Linked DNA regions of Sus scrofa: region 1 is linked to region 2. A link is a contact called in public promoter capture Hi-C data. All regions are on one chromosome and are shown on one strand. Each heading gives the region's core, a stretch centred on a gene start, on an enhancer-like site or on the middle of the called end of the contact. The rest is flanking DNA. Distances are from core to core; before and after follow the strand shown. Region 1 holds the start of MAP1LC3B (microtubule associated protein 1 light chain 3 beta). Region 2 holds the start of SLC7A5 (a long non-coding RNA gene).

The links. Promoter capture Hi-C pulls out the DNA fragments that hold promoters and counts their contacts.
Region 1: a contact with region 2 is called in a promoter capture Hi-C map of fetal liver, with 3 times the contacts expected there. The contact joins the promoter of MAP1LC3B here to the promoter of SLC7A5 in region 2. A contact is called at or near these places in 1 of 5 promoter capture datasets (fetal liver) and 1 of 2 datasets of contacts at active chromatin or transcription factors (alveolar macrophages).

What each region holds. Positions count from the first base shown.
Region 1 is chr6:1,938,000-1,943,870 of Sscrofa11.1, reverse strand. MAP1LC3B (microtubule associated protein 1 light chain 3 beta) reads left to right here and starts at 2,802. Exons shown (of 4, transcript NM_001190290.1): 1 at 2,802-2,965. The coding sequence starts at 2,926.
Region 2 is chr6:1,543,181-1,548,973 of Sscrofa11.1, reverse strand. SLC7A5 (a long non-coding RNA gene) reads right to left here and starts at 3,034. Exons shown (of 10, transcript XR_002344446.1): 1 at 2,389-3,034.

The DNA.
Region 1 (5,871 bases), core at 1,553-4,052, 400 kb before region 2:
TCATTGAAGACTTCACAGCGGATCATTTTGTGTTCTGGAAGAAGGAAGGTACACTTACTGGATCCTGTTCCCCGCCCCCCAAGCCAATCTTCACAGAATAGACACAAAACAAAAAGGATTGTACACTTGGAGCTTAAAATCTTCCTTTGGAACTCTGAAAAAAAGATGGACTGTTTTGAATCTTCATTAACTGTATACTATCATATTTTCAGGGTAAAGAACTGTGACAGAAAGAGGAAAAAAAAAAAAACCTGGGAAAGTGACATATGCACAACTGTTCTTTTGACAATGGTGGCAAAGAGCTACAATTAACACCATTGTTCTGGCAGTGGGGATAATTATACAAGGGCTACAGCATACTTGGTTTCTCTATAAAGAAAGAAATTCCAGCTGCATTGAAACCACTTCGAGAAATACATTTTAGTATGTTTATATAATAAATGTATATTAGCACAATCCAATTACTATATCAAACAGGTATTACTAGAAAGGCGTTTACAAATTCAAAGAGGTTAAAATACTTTCAAAACATTAGATATTAAAAGTTCCTGATGTGGCACAGCATGTTAATGATCTGGTGTTGTCTCTGTGGTGGCGCTGGTTTGATTCCTGGATTCGATCCCTGGCCCAGGAACTTCCATTTGCCATGAGTGTGGCCAATAAAGAAAAAGAAGAAGTATTAAGTGTTCATGAAAGACATTTTTAGGAGTTTCCGTAGAGGCGCAGTGGAAATGAATCCAACTAGGAACCATGAGGTTGTGGGTTCCATCCCTGGCCTGGCTCAATGGGTTAAGGATCTGGCGTTGCGGTGAGCTGTGGTGTAGGCCGGCAGCCACAGCTCGGATTAGACCCCAGCCTGGGAACCTCCATATGCCTCGGGTGTGGCCCTAAAAAGGACAAAAGACAAAAAAAAAAAAAAGCACCAGAAAACAAAAAAACATTTTAACATATTGAGATATAGGGAAGTCATTCTGGCTTATGTATGAGTTAAGTCTATACCAACTAATATCGGCCGTTTGTGGCCTGGCAAACACACATTGTACATCTGCTTTAATTATTAAAGAAAAGGGTACATTGACCGGAAATAAAGAATGTCCATGTTAAAAACAAAGATTAAATGGGAGTTCCCGTTGTGGCTCAGTGGCAACAAATCCAACTAGGATCCATGAGGATACAGGTTCCATCCCTGGCCTTGCTCAGTGGGTTGGGTATCCAGCATCACCTCGAGCTGTGGTGTAGGTCACAGATGCAGCTCAGATCCCACGTTGCTGTGGCTGCGGTGTAGGCCAGCAGCTGTAGCTCTGATTCAACCCCTAGCCTGAGAATGTTCATATACCATGGGTACAGCCCTAAGAAGCAAAAAAAAAAAAAAAAAAAGAATATAAAAAATAAGGATTAAATGCTTCTTCTTCTGGGACACCAAGGCTGGTCTTCCTTTGATAATGAGTCCCTTCCCAGGTTCGAGACTATGCTGACTTGCTGTGTATATGCTCGAATGTTCTTTTTTAGAAACCCTGACTTGTTTAATGTTCTTTGTGCAGGCAAGATAAAAAACTACGCTAAAACCCTGCTTCTCTGGAGCAGCTCCTCAGAGTAATCTGGGAAGCAGGCTTCTGGGCTAGTCCTCAGTTTGGGTCAAATAAAAGTTTTTTTCTATTCTTACTATTTATTGTTCATTGATTAATTTCATTGGCAATATTAAAGAGCAAAAACAGCGAAAGAATAAAGTGATGTTCATAGATACATATTTATCAGATGTTTGAGATGGGCAATAACAATTTCATAACTAAATATTGATAGTCATCTATATTTTATCACGCCACTTTCATTAGCTTCTTAGAAAACACTTGGGAGTTTTAAAAATATTGTTGCCCTTTTGCAAATGACGCTGAGACCCAGGAAATGGTTACTTATTCAAGGTAACTGGGAAATCGTCCTTCAATACAACACAGGTGAGGAGTTCCTGCCGTGGCGCAGTGGTTAACGAATCCGACTAGGAACCATGAGGTTGCGGGTTCGATCCCTGGCTTTGCTCCGTGGGTTAAGGATTCGGCATTGCTGTGACCTGCGGTGTAGGTCGCAGACGCGGCTCTGGATCCCGGGTTGCTGTGGCTGTGGTGTAGGCCGGCGGCTACAGCTCCGATTGGACCCCTAGCCTGGGGACCTCCATATGCCGCAGGAGCCGCCCAAAAAATGGCAAAAAGACAAAAAAAAAAAAAGCCACAGAGGTGAGTGAAAGGCAATGAACGTTGCCTGGTCAGTGCAGGTGCTGCCAATGGCTTACTTACTTGACAACAGAAATCCCAGCGCTCTGGGGCATCCAGAAATCACAGGCTCCAAGGCCGGACTCCACTGACCATAACCTGAAATAATGCCGCTGTGGTTCTTTTCGTAGTTGGAACAATGTGTCTTTAAGTGGACAGTTTCCTTTAAGAAGAAAAGAAAACTGCGATGTGCTTGATGAGGAAAGCCAGCGGCAAAGAAAGAACCAGCAGCTCCTAGACATGAGCTCTCAAGAGGCAGGGGCACAACGCTCCCTTATTTTCAGGGGGAGACATTTTTCTCGACAGTGATCCCCGCAGGAACAGAAGAAGGGCCAACACCGCGCGTGTTCGCGGCGCGCGCGTCCGTCCCCGCTCCCATGGCCAGCGCGTACGCATGCGCACGGGACGCTCCCCACCGCGCCCGCGCCTCGCCCCTTCCCCAGGCGACTCGCGGGGCCCCCTTCCGCCACACCCGCCATGGCGGCGGCGTCGGCCCGCCCCTTGCCCCGCCTCCCGGGACGCCGCGCGGGTCACCTGACGCGGCTACGGGCTGAGGAGACACAAGAGAAGCTGCTGTCGCCAGTGTCGGAGCCGCCACCGCTGCCACCGCCTCTTGGAATCGCAGGATACTCCGCTTCGCCGCCGCCCAGCCTGCCGCGACATGCCGTCCGAGAAAACCTTCAAACAGCGCCGAACCTTCGGTGGGTGCCGCGGGCCGGCCGCCGACAGAAGGCCGGGGGCTGGGGGGGCTCCGGAGGCGGAGACCGGCCGAGGGCTGCCGGGCCTCGGGGCGCTGGGGGGCCGAAGCGGGCGCCGAGCGTTGCGGGGCTGAGGCGGGGACGGCCGGAGGGCCCGGCCTGGGGGCCGAGGAGCGGCGGGGCGGCGGGGCCCGGGGCCCGGGGCCGAGGGCGCCGAGACGCGGCGCTGCTGAATCACCTCTTGGCCCCGGGCAGCCTGTGACACGCACCCACTTGGGCCCTCCGGCCCTTGACGGCCCCTACGACCAGGCCGCGCCGTGCCCGGGAGGGTCGTCTTGTGGGGGCGGCTGGCCCGGGCCCCGGCTGGCGCCCGTACTCTGAAGTGGTGGCACCGAGTGTGCAAGGAAGTCGTCTCCTGCTGAGCCGCCCCTCAGGTGAGGGTCGCGCGTGGAACCTGAGCACATTGGGCCTCGGCGGAGAGGAGCGACTCCGAGGCCGCCGTCCTCGCGCCCGCCCCTTCCCGGGCAGCCCCGACTGGATCCTGTTTGGGGCACCCGGGCCAGGGTGGGTGGCTTTTCTACCTGGCCCGCGACAGACAGCATTCTGTGACACCGCAGCGAAGCGGTTCTCTCCCGGTTCGGGTAGAATCGCCACTTAGGTTACAGGCCCTCGATGGACACTGAAAGTAGCAGTGCCATCGCAGTATTTACTCCTGCGCACAGAGCCATGGGAAGGAAGTGATGGGTAGTCATACCCGTGCAATGCTTACTCCTCCTTTTAAGCACGTGGGGTCAGTTCTGCAATAACACCGCGGCGTCCCTGGATGTCCATGTGTGGGGCTTGTTTGTCGCAGCTCTGGGAAGCCAGGTGGAGTCGGGCGGGACCAGCCTTCCTTCCTGCCTTGTCGCCGTGAGTTTCCTGCCCTAATCTAATCTGCTGTAGGATCTTGAGCAGCGATACTGCTCCTCTGCGACGGTCCACTTGCCCAGAGTCTCAAGAGCTGAGCGTTCCCTTGAGTTTGGAGATGGTTTTGTCGATCTCATTATTGATAACGAGATAATGATGGATAATGACTTCATTTCTTGTGCCTGAGAAGCTCCAGTAAATGAGATTCACCACGACCTGCACCTGCCCAGGGTAGCCTTTCAGCCTCTTGAGGCAGTTGATTGGTTACAAGGCTGAGACAGGTTGTGTTGTTTTTTGTTTTTTTGAAGAAATTTTCTCTTTAGTGACTTTCGCCAACTAAGCAGACATTCGTGAATATTATTTTTTGTGCAGTCCTGAAGGCACCACTTGGAGTAGATTTGCCATCGTATCTGGCTTCCTTCCTCACTGACACTGGCATTGAAAGTTAACTGGGGACATTAGTATGGGGAAGATGCCCATTGTGCATGGCTGAACCTCTAATTACCTTTTTTTTTTTTCTTCTTTTTTTGGCTACACCCACAGCATGTGCAAGTTCCTGGGCAGGGATTGAACCTCTACCACAGCTGTGGCAACACCAGATTCTTAACACCCAGCACCACAGGAGAAATTCCTGTAGTTCCTTTTTTTTGCTTAGCATATTTTTAGGCTATCTAGAAAAATCTCTGAAGAAGAGTGGGTAAGAAGAGTAGGAAAAGTGAGACTAACTAGAATTAAGAGTGAGAATGAGAATAAAATAATGAATTAGAAGGACTTCACCGGGAGCTGTAACCTCGAGGATCACCTGGCAGGAATGCCCTCTTTTTTTTTCCTCTGTTTGGGTATCTTACATATACTGTATTTGTGGGCTTCCCTCTTGGTTCACCTTTCCTCCCACCCCTCCTTTTTTTCCCCCTAGTTTTGTCTTTTCCCTTTTCCTACTCTGATGAAAATGACATTCATCGCTGTGAAAATTTAATGTATACAGCGTAGTGGTTTGGTTTACATGTGTTGAGAAATAACTACTATAATAGATTCAGCTAGCATCCATCTTCTCATAGATAAAATTAAAAAGGAAAATTTTCTTCTTGTGATGAACTCTAGGATTATCCCCCCCTCCCTTTTTTGATTGCCTGAAGAACTCCTGCCCCAGCCTTTTTTTTTTTTTTTGGTCTTTTTGCCTTTTCTAGGGCTGCACTCCGCAGCATGTGGAGGTTCTCAGGCTAGGGGTCTAATTGGAGCTGTAGCCACCGGCCTACATCAGAGCCAGAGCAATGCGGGATCCGGGGATCTGAGCCTCATCTGCGACCTACACCACAGCTCATGGCAACACCCAAATCCTTAACTCACTGATCAAGGCCAGGGATCGAACCCACAACCTCGTGGTTCGTAGTCGGATTTGTTAACCACTGCGCCATGAACTCCGCCCCAACCTTTTTAATGGGCTTTTAAATAGTCATTTTGCAGAAAAGTGTTACCAGGAGTTCCCTGGTAGCTCAGTGGGTTAAGGATCCATTGATGCATTGTTATTACTGTGGCTTGGGTCGATACCGTGGAGCAGGTTTGATCCCTGGCCTGGGAACTTTCTGAAGGGGCAGCCAAAAAAAAAAAAAAAAAAAGAAGGAAAAAAAAAAAACCATCATTTAATGGCTACTGCCTTTCCTTGCTTTGGGTTATGGTAATGAGCAGTGACCATTTCAGAGGTTTGTAGCAGAGTGAGAGAAATCAGTTCTTTGGAGATTCCTTTTTTGTATAACCTAAGCTTGAGCTTAGGTTGTAACGTTCGCTTGAGCAATACAGCTTAATTAAAACTGCATGTAGCTTTGCTGTGATATATTCTACCAAGGTGGAAAGGGGTCGTCGTCGTAAGGGTGGATTTGGGGCTTACCCTAAACAACTACTTCCTTTTGTAGCCAAAGCAACTGGGTGGGGCCCTGAGAGGGGAAGATCGTGGTCCACCTAGTGGCAGAGTCTGGACTTGCAGCATTCTGATGTTAATTCTTGAG
Region 2 (5,793 bases), core at 1,785-4,284:
ACATGCCTGCCCTGGGGCCCGTCCTCTCTGTGGCACCTGCCCCCAGCCTCTCCAGATCCCACCAGACCCACAGAGAGACAGCCAGAGAGGTTGGATAAACTGGACCAGGACTCAGGTCAGCAAGAACCTCAGCTCTGCCGCAAAGACCAGCCTGGCGTCCCCCACATCTCAAACAAACGGTACCAGTAAGCAGTTTCATGATCCATGTAAACCTAGACTCCACCAAACTCCCAGGCCAGTGGGAAGGCATTACGGACCTAGAATCTCCCCCCTTCGGGACTCGTTAAAGACGTGCAAACACCAGGGACACACCGTGACAGGGCCCCTTTCCATCATTTCTATGTCAGACCTCCAAGAAAAGGGATTTTCGCCCATTTATGTCACCAGCAGGCTCATTCTAACCACCAAAGCCAAGCACAGTTGCGATGAACAGAGAGCCGCCGTCCTGGGCCAGCCCAGAGGACAGAAGCCATCAAGCAGCCACACCGGAGCTTGGCTCCAGCACCCAGCACACGCGGGCTGCTGGCTGGGGGTACAGAGGACCCCTTCTCCTCTCAGAGGTTCTAGAACCCAGTCTGTGTGCAAGAAACAACACTCAGAAACTCCCATGGCTTTGCACTGCCTTCTCCGTGGCCCCCAAGGGCAGGCCCCCTCCCTGGACCTTTCTCTGTGCCCAAGGGAGAGCAGCTGTTCCGGCCATGTGCCCCCCACCCCACGCCAGACCCCGTACAAGTGCTCAGTCTTGCAGACAGCATCGCCCTTGTTACCGAAAATCTTCCCCTCAGGAGAAGCAACGCACACACACAGACACGTGGGGTTTCAGAGGAAAAGAGCTCCACAGGCTCAAGAGGACAGGAAGAATGTCACCCAGGGTCCCACCACAAGGGCTGCCATTCACGTGACCTCCCCGCTGGAGGCAGAGTGCTGGGCAGGATGTACCCCCTGCAGCCCCTGCAGAATTCTTCCGAGGCTTTACCTGCTTAAACTCAAAGTTTTTGTAAGTACAGGATCCATTTTTCGAGACTAGAGAGCTGGCCCTGTAAGCACAGTGTTAGGTCGAGATCCTCCAGGCTGAGACTTTAAATCGGACCTAGCAAGGACAAACATGGGAGTGACACAGATCAAGCCAGAGGGGCTTTCTCGGACTCAGCCCAAAGCATCCTCTCAAAAGCCCTCCAGACGTCTCAGGTTCCCCAGTCCTCAGGCAGATCGCCTATAGCCACGGCTATTCCTAGACGTGGCCCAAAGGTTTTTCTAAGTGGAATCCTCATTTCTGAGAGGCCTCAAAAGGCAAAATGTGCCCTCCCTGGTGTGGCTGCCACCAGGGTCTCAGGCCTCCTGGGGTCACCACTTTCCGGAGTGTGCCTCAGAGCTCTGGGACACCCCCGTCCCCCCAACTGCCCTGTCCCCAGCAACACGCTGAACTTATGCTCCAGAGCCCCAACAGTACCAGGAGCTGCTCCAACTGATTACACTGTCCCGTGTCTCGATCCGGAAACCACACACCAGCCCTGCCAGCACCACCAAGCTTGGGGCAGAGCCTCAAAGCGGGTGGCAGCTCTGAAAGCAGGACACTTCCACCTTGCAAGCAAGTTGGCGGAGGGGTAGGGGCAAAACTGCCAGAGGCCCCCAAACAAAGAAAAGATAAGGAAATCACATGTCTTTTAGTACAAAAGATTTTCTTCCCTGAAATCCCATGAGAAGACAGCCCACCAGCATTCTGGGACCTTACCCACCAACGTTAGGGCTACACCTGATGGCTGCTTTCGGCCCAACCTGGGACCCCAAACCTAGCCCCCCACCACCCACATGTAAGCTGCAGCCAAGCACCCCTCCTCCACCAGTCACTAGGCAACCTTCAGGAGACTCCACGGTGCTGCCTAAACGTGCAGCTCATTCACTGCCCACACAGAATTTTATTACTATTGGTTTTTGTATGAGTCAGCCTTTCTTGATAAGCTGGTTTGAATGCTTTTTTAAAAAAAACTACGACCGCTCTAGACAAACAGTAAGCATTTGGGAACTCAGACAGGAAATTCGCTTTTCAGACGCTCCACGTGGGTGCCTTGCAATCAGACAGGGTATTACTCCGCTCCAAGGCCTCTGACGGACTAAGCCGAGTTACGGCCAGAGGCGCGAGGCGGGGACCTACTGGCTCTCTCTGCGGAATTCCAGGCGAGGTGGAGACGAATGAATGAAACGCACGTGGGTTCTGGGCCCAGGGCCCTTAGGTCTAAAACTGCGGGGTCGGCCTGGAACAGGGGATGGGGGGGATGGCCGGAGGCGGCCTGGGGATGGTCCAGGAGTGCGGGGACAGCGGGGACGCGGGCGCGCGGCGATCTCGGCTCCCCCTCCCCGCGTCCCCAGGTTCCCCCCGCCGGTACTCACGCACGCATAGGCAGGCCACGAGCTTGGCGGCCTCCTCCGGCACCGGGCAGGTGGGGAAGAGCGGCTTGAGCAGGTAGGTGGCGAAGACGAGCGCCACGATGTACTGCGAGGAGGGCCGGATGATGAGCAGCTCGATCCAGAGCTTGAGAAAGGCGGGCAGCGAGCCGTACACTTCGAGCATGTAGGCGTAGTCGCCGCCAGACTTGGTGATGGTGGTGCCCAGCTCGGCGTAGCAGAGCGCGCCCACGATGGAGAAGACGCCGCAAACGGCCCACACCACCAGCGCCAGCCCGGGCGAGCCCGCCTCCTTGAGCACGCCGGTGGGCGTCACGAAGATGCCCGAGCCGATGATGGTGCCCACGATGATAGCCACGCCGTTGAGCAGGGTGATGTTGCGCTGCAGGGTCACGCCCTCACCCTCCGCCGGCCGCGCGGCCAGCATCCGCTCCCGCGCCTGGCGCTCCTCCTCTGTGGCCGCCGCGGGAGCCGCCGGCGGGCGCCGCTTCAGGCCGGGGCCCGCCATGCTGCCGCGCGAGCCAGGCAGGGCGAGGGCGGGGCCGGGGCTGGGGCTGGGGCCGGACACCGGGAGCGCGCCGCCCACTGGAGACAGCCGGTTCCCACGGCGCTGCCGCCAAGCCGCTGCGTCAGCCCGTGCTGCGCCGCCGCCCTTTATACGCCGCCGCCGGCCCCGCCCCGCCCGCCAGGCCCCGCCCCAAGCCCCGCCTGCGCGGCGCGCCCCGCCCCTCGCCTCCAGCCGCCCTGCCCGCGGTCGGTCGGCCGGCTCGGTGGTTCAGTCCCGCAGGTGGAGCGTGCAGACTCTGTCCGGCCGCGGCTGGCTCGCGATCTGGGCCCCAAGTGCTCCCCGGAGGCCTCGGCCGGTTCCCCGTGTGGAGCGCGCCGACCGCGTGCAGCCAAGCGTGGCGGGCCGTCCCGGTCCCGCGCGGTCCCGGGAGACCCAGGCCGGTGCCCCACACGTGGAGAGCCCCGGCCGCGTCCCCGAACCTGGCGGACGCGGATGGTCCTGGCCCCGCGGTGTACCGGAGGACCCCAGCCCGGCTCCTCGCAAGTGGAGCGTGCTGACCGCGTCCCACCGAGCCTGGCGGACGGGTACCCGCAGCGCTTCGTGCACGTGGAGGGCCAGGCACCTTGCCCTCCTCACCGGCTCCCTCAGTGGCCCAGAGCAAGCACCCAGGGACCTCGATGCTGCAGTGTGGGCCTGGGCGATAAGGCAGGGCCAACCTGAGGCCACAGCACAGGATGGGTGGGATTTGGGGAGGCTCTGGGGCTCAGAGAAGACCTGCCTGCCCCCTGGAGTGTGCCCAGGCCCGGTGTGGCTCTGGCTTCCTGTTCCTGAGGTGATAGGATCTGCTCATCCTAGGGGCTTGGGCGCTATGAAAATGATCAGAACTGAGCGGGAGCCCCTGGAGGAAGCTCCAGGTTGGGCCTGGGGTCCTGAACTCAGAGAAGGGGGAAGCGCTGGAGGCCTCATGGGAGCTCATTCCTGGGCTCCGAAATTCCCATGTTTATCCCAAGGGAAACCTCCTTGCCAAAGAGCAGCATCCAGGGCGCGGCTTGGAGAAACAGCGACAGAGGTGCTGGAAAACCAGGAATCTGCAGAAGCTTAGCTAAATTGATAAAGCAGGGATTCCCTGGAGGAGCACGGTGAGAACCCCTCCCCCACATCTAGCTGGAATATCCAAAGGTAGGCTGCAAGATGAAGGGGCTCTAGCCTTATTCTTTCTTTCTTTTTTTTTTTTTTTTTTTTTGGTCTTTTCTGTCTTTTTAGGGCCCCACCCACAGCATATGGAGGTTCCCAGGCTAGGCGTCTAATTGGAGCTATAGCTGCCATCCTATACCACAGGCACAGCAACGCCAGATCCGAGCCACGTCTGCGACCTACTCCACAACTCATGGCAACGCCAGATCCTTAACCCACTGAGCGAGGCTACAGATCAAACCTGCAACCCCATGGTTCCTAGTCGGATTCGTTTCCGCTGCGCCACGACGGGAACTCCTTGAGCCGTATTCTTAAAGAACTCCAGATTTCTGGATAGGAAGTGTGGCCAGGTACTAGTGGTCAGAATCAGAAGAGGACGTGCAGGAAACCCAATCATTTCCGGCTTAGAAGCAGGAAAGGATGAGAAATACTTGCTGATTGGCATTCCCGTCGTGGTTCAGTGGTTAACAAACCAGACTAGCATCCATAAGGATGCGGGTTAGATCCCTGGCCTCGCTCAGTGGGTTAAGGAGCTGGCGTTGCCATGAGCTGTGGTGTAGGTCGCAGACACGACTTGGATCCCGAGTTACTGTGGCTGTGATGTAGGCTGGCAACTACAGCTTTGATTGGACCCCTAGCCTGGGAACCTCCACAGGTGTGGCCCTAAAAAGACCAAAAAAAAAAGAAGAAGAAGAAAGAAAGAAATACTTGTGGATTAAGCTGACATGCACACAGGGAAAGAATTTAGAGTCCCATCTCAGGGGAGTTTAGCCAGGGTGAGCCATTAGTGTTGCTAGTTTGTTTTGGCTGTGCCCGTGGCATGAAGAAGTTCCTAGGCCAGGGATCGAACCCCCACCACAGCAGTAACCAGAGCCACAGCGGTGACAACGCTGGGTCCTTAACCCCCTGAGCCCCCGGGGGCTCCCAGGGCATGTCATTTGGACTTTCCACATCCCACCAGTCAAACCCGGCCCCCCCAACATGCCAGCCCTTCATCTGTGACGGTCCAGTCCAATGACCTGTCCATCACACAAATACTAACTTGCAAGATGTCTAAGTTGGTGGCTCCGGGGGGGAATCAAAAGTCATCTCTCTGCTCTTGTTCTCCCGCTATCTTTTCAGAGGATGCCGCTTGGCGGGAGGCCAGAAGACCAAGGGCTGAGCGGACTTCCTGAGCCTTTATCAGGCGCTGTGCTGAGCCCCGGGTGTGCACATTCTTATTTAATGGAGGAAGTGCCACTTTCTTTGTCGACGAGGATGTGGAGGCTTGGCAGAGCAAGGGACCTTGTTTGACCAGGAGGTGGGCTGCAGCCCCATCCTTCAGGGCCTGAACTCAGCTGGTGTACTTCCCGTCCTGCGGCACCCACCCCTTGCTGTTTCTTTACCTCTAGGCCGTTCAACAGCTAAGACTTGACCGTCTCAGCATGCACTTCAGTTTCACGTGGAAGGCGGTTAGTTGGCCATGCTCTCGGGGAGGGTCCCAAACTCCTCCACCTGGTGTTCCTGCCGCTGACACCTGCAGGTCGTCCCCTGTGCAGGCCCCTGCACTGGCTCCAGGCCCATGACAGCAAGTGCCTCCTCTAGACGCCAGAGATGCAGTCAAGAATTGCATATGAGAGCGTGAAATTAACAACCCTGATAGGCCAGAGAAGCAGGGCAAGGAAGCGGGCCAGTCCCATCCAGCTTCC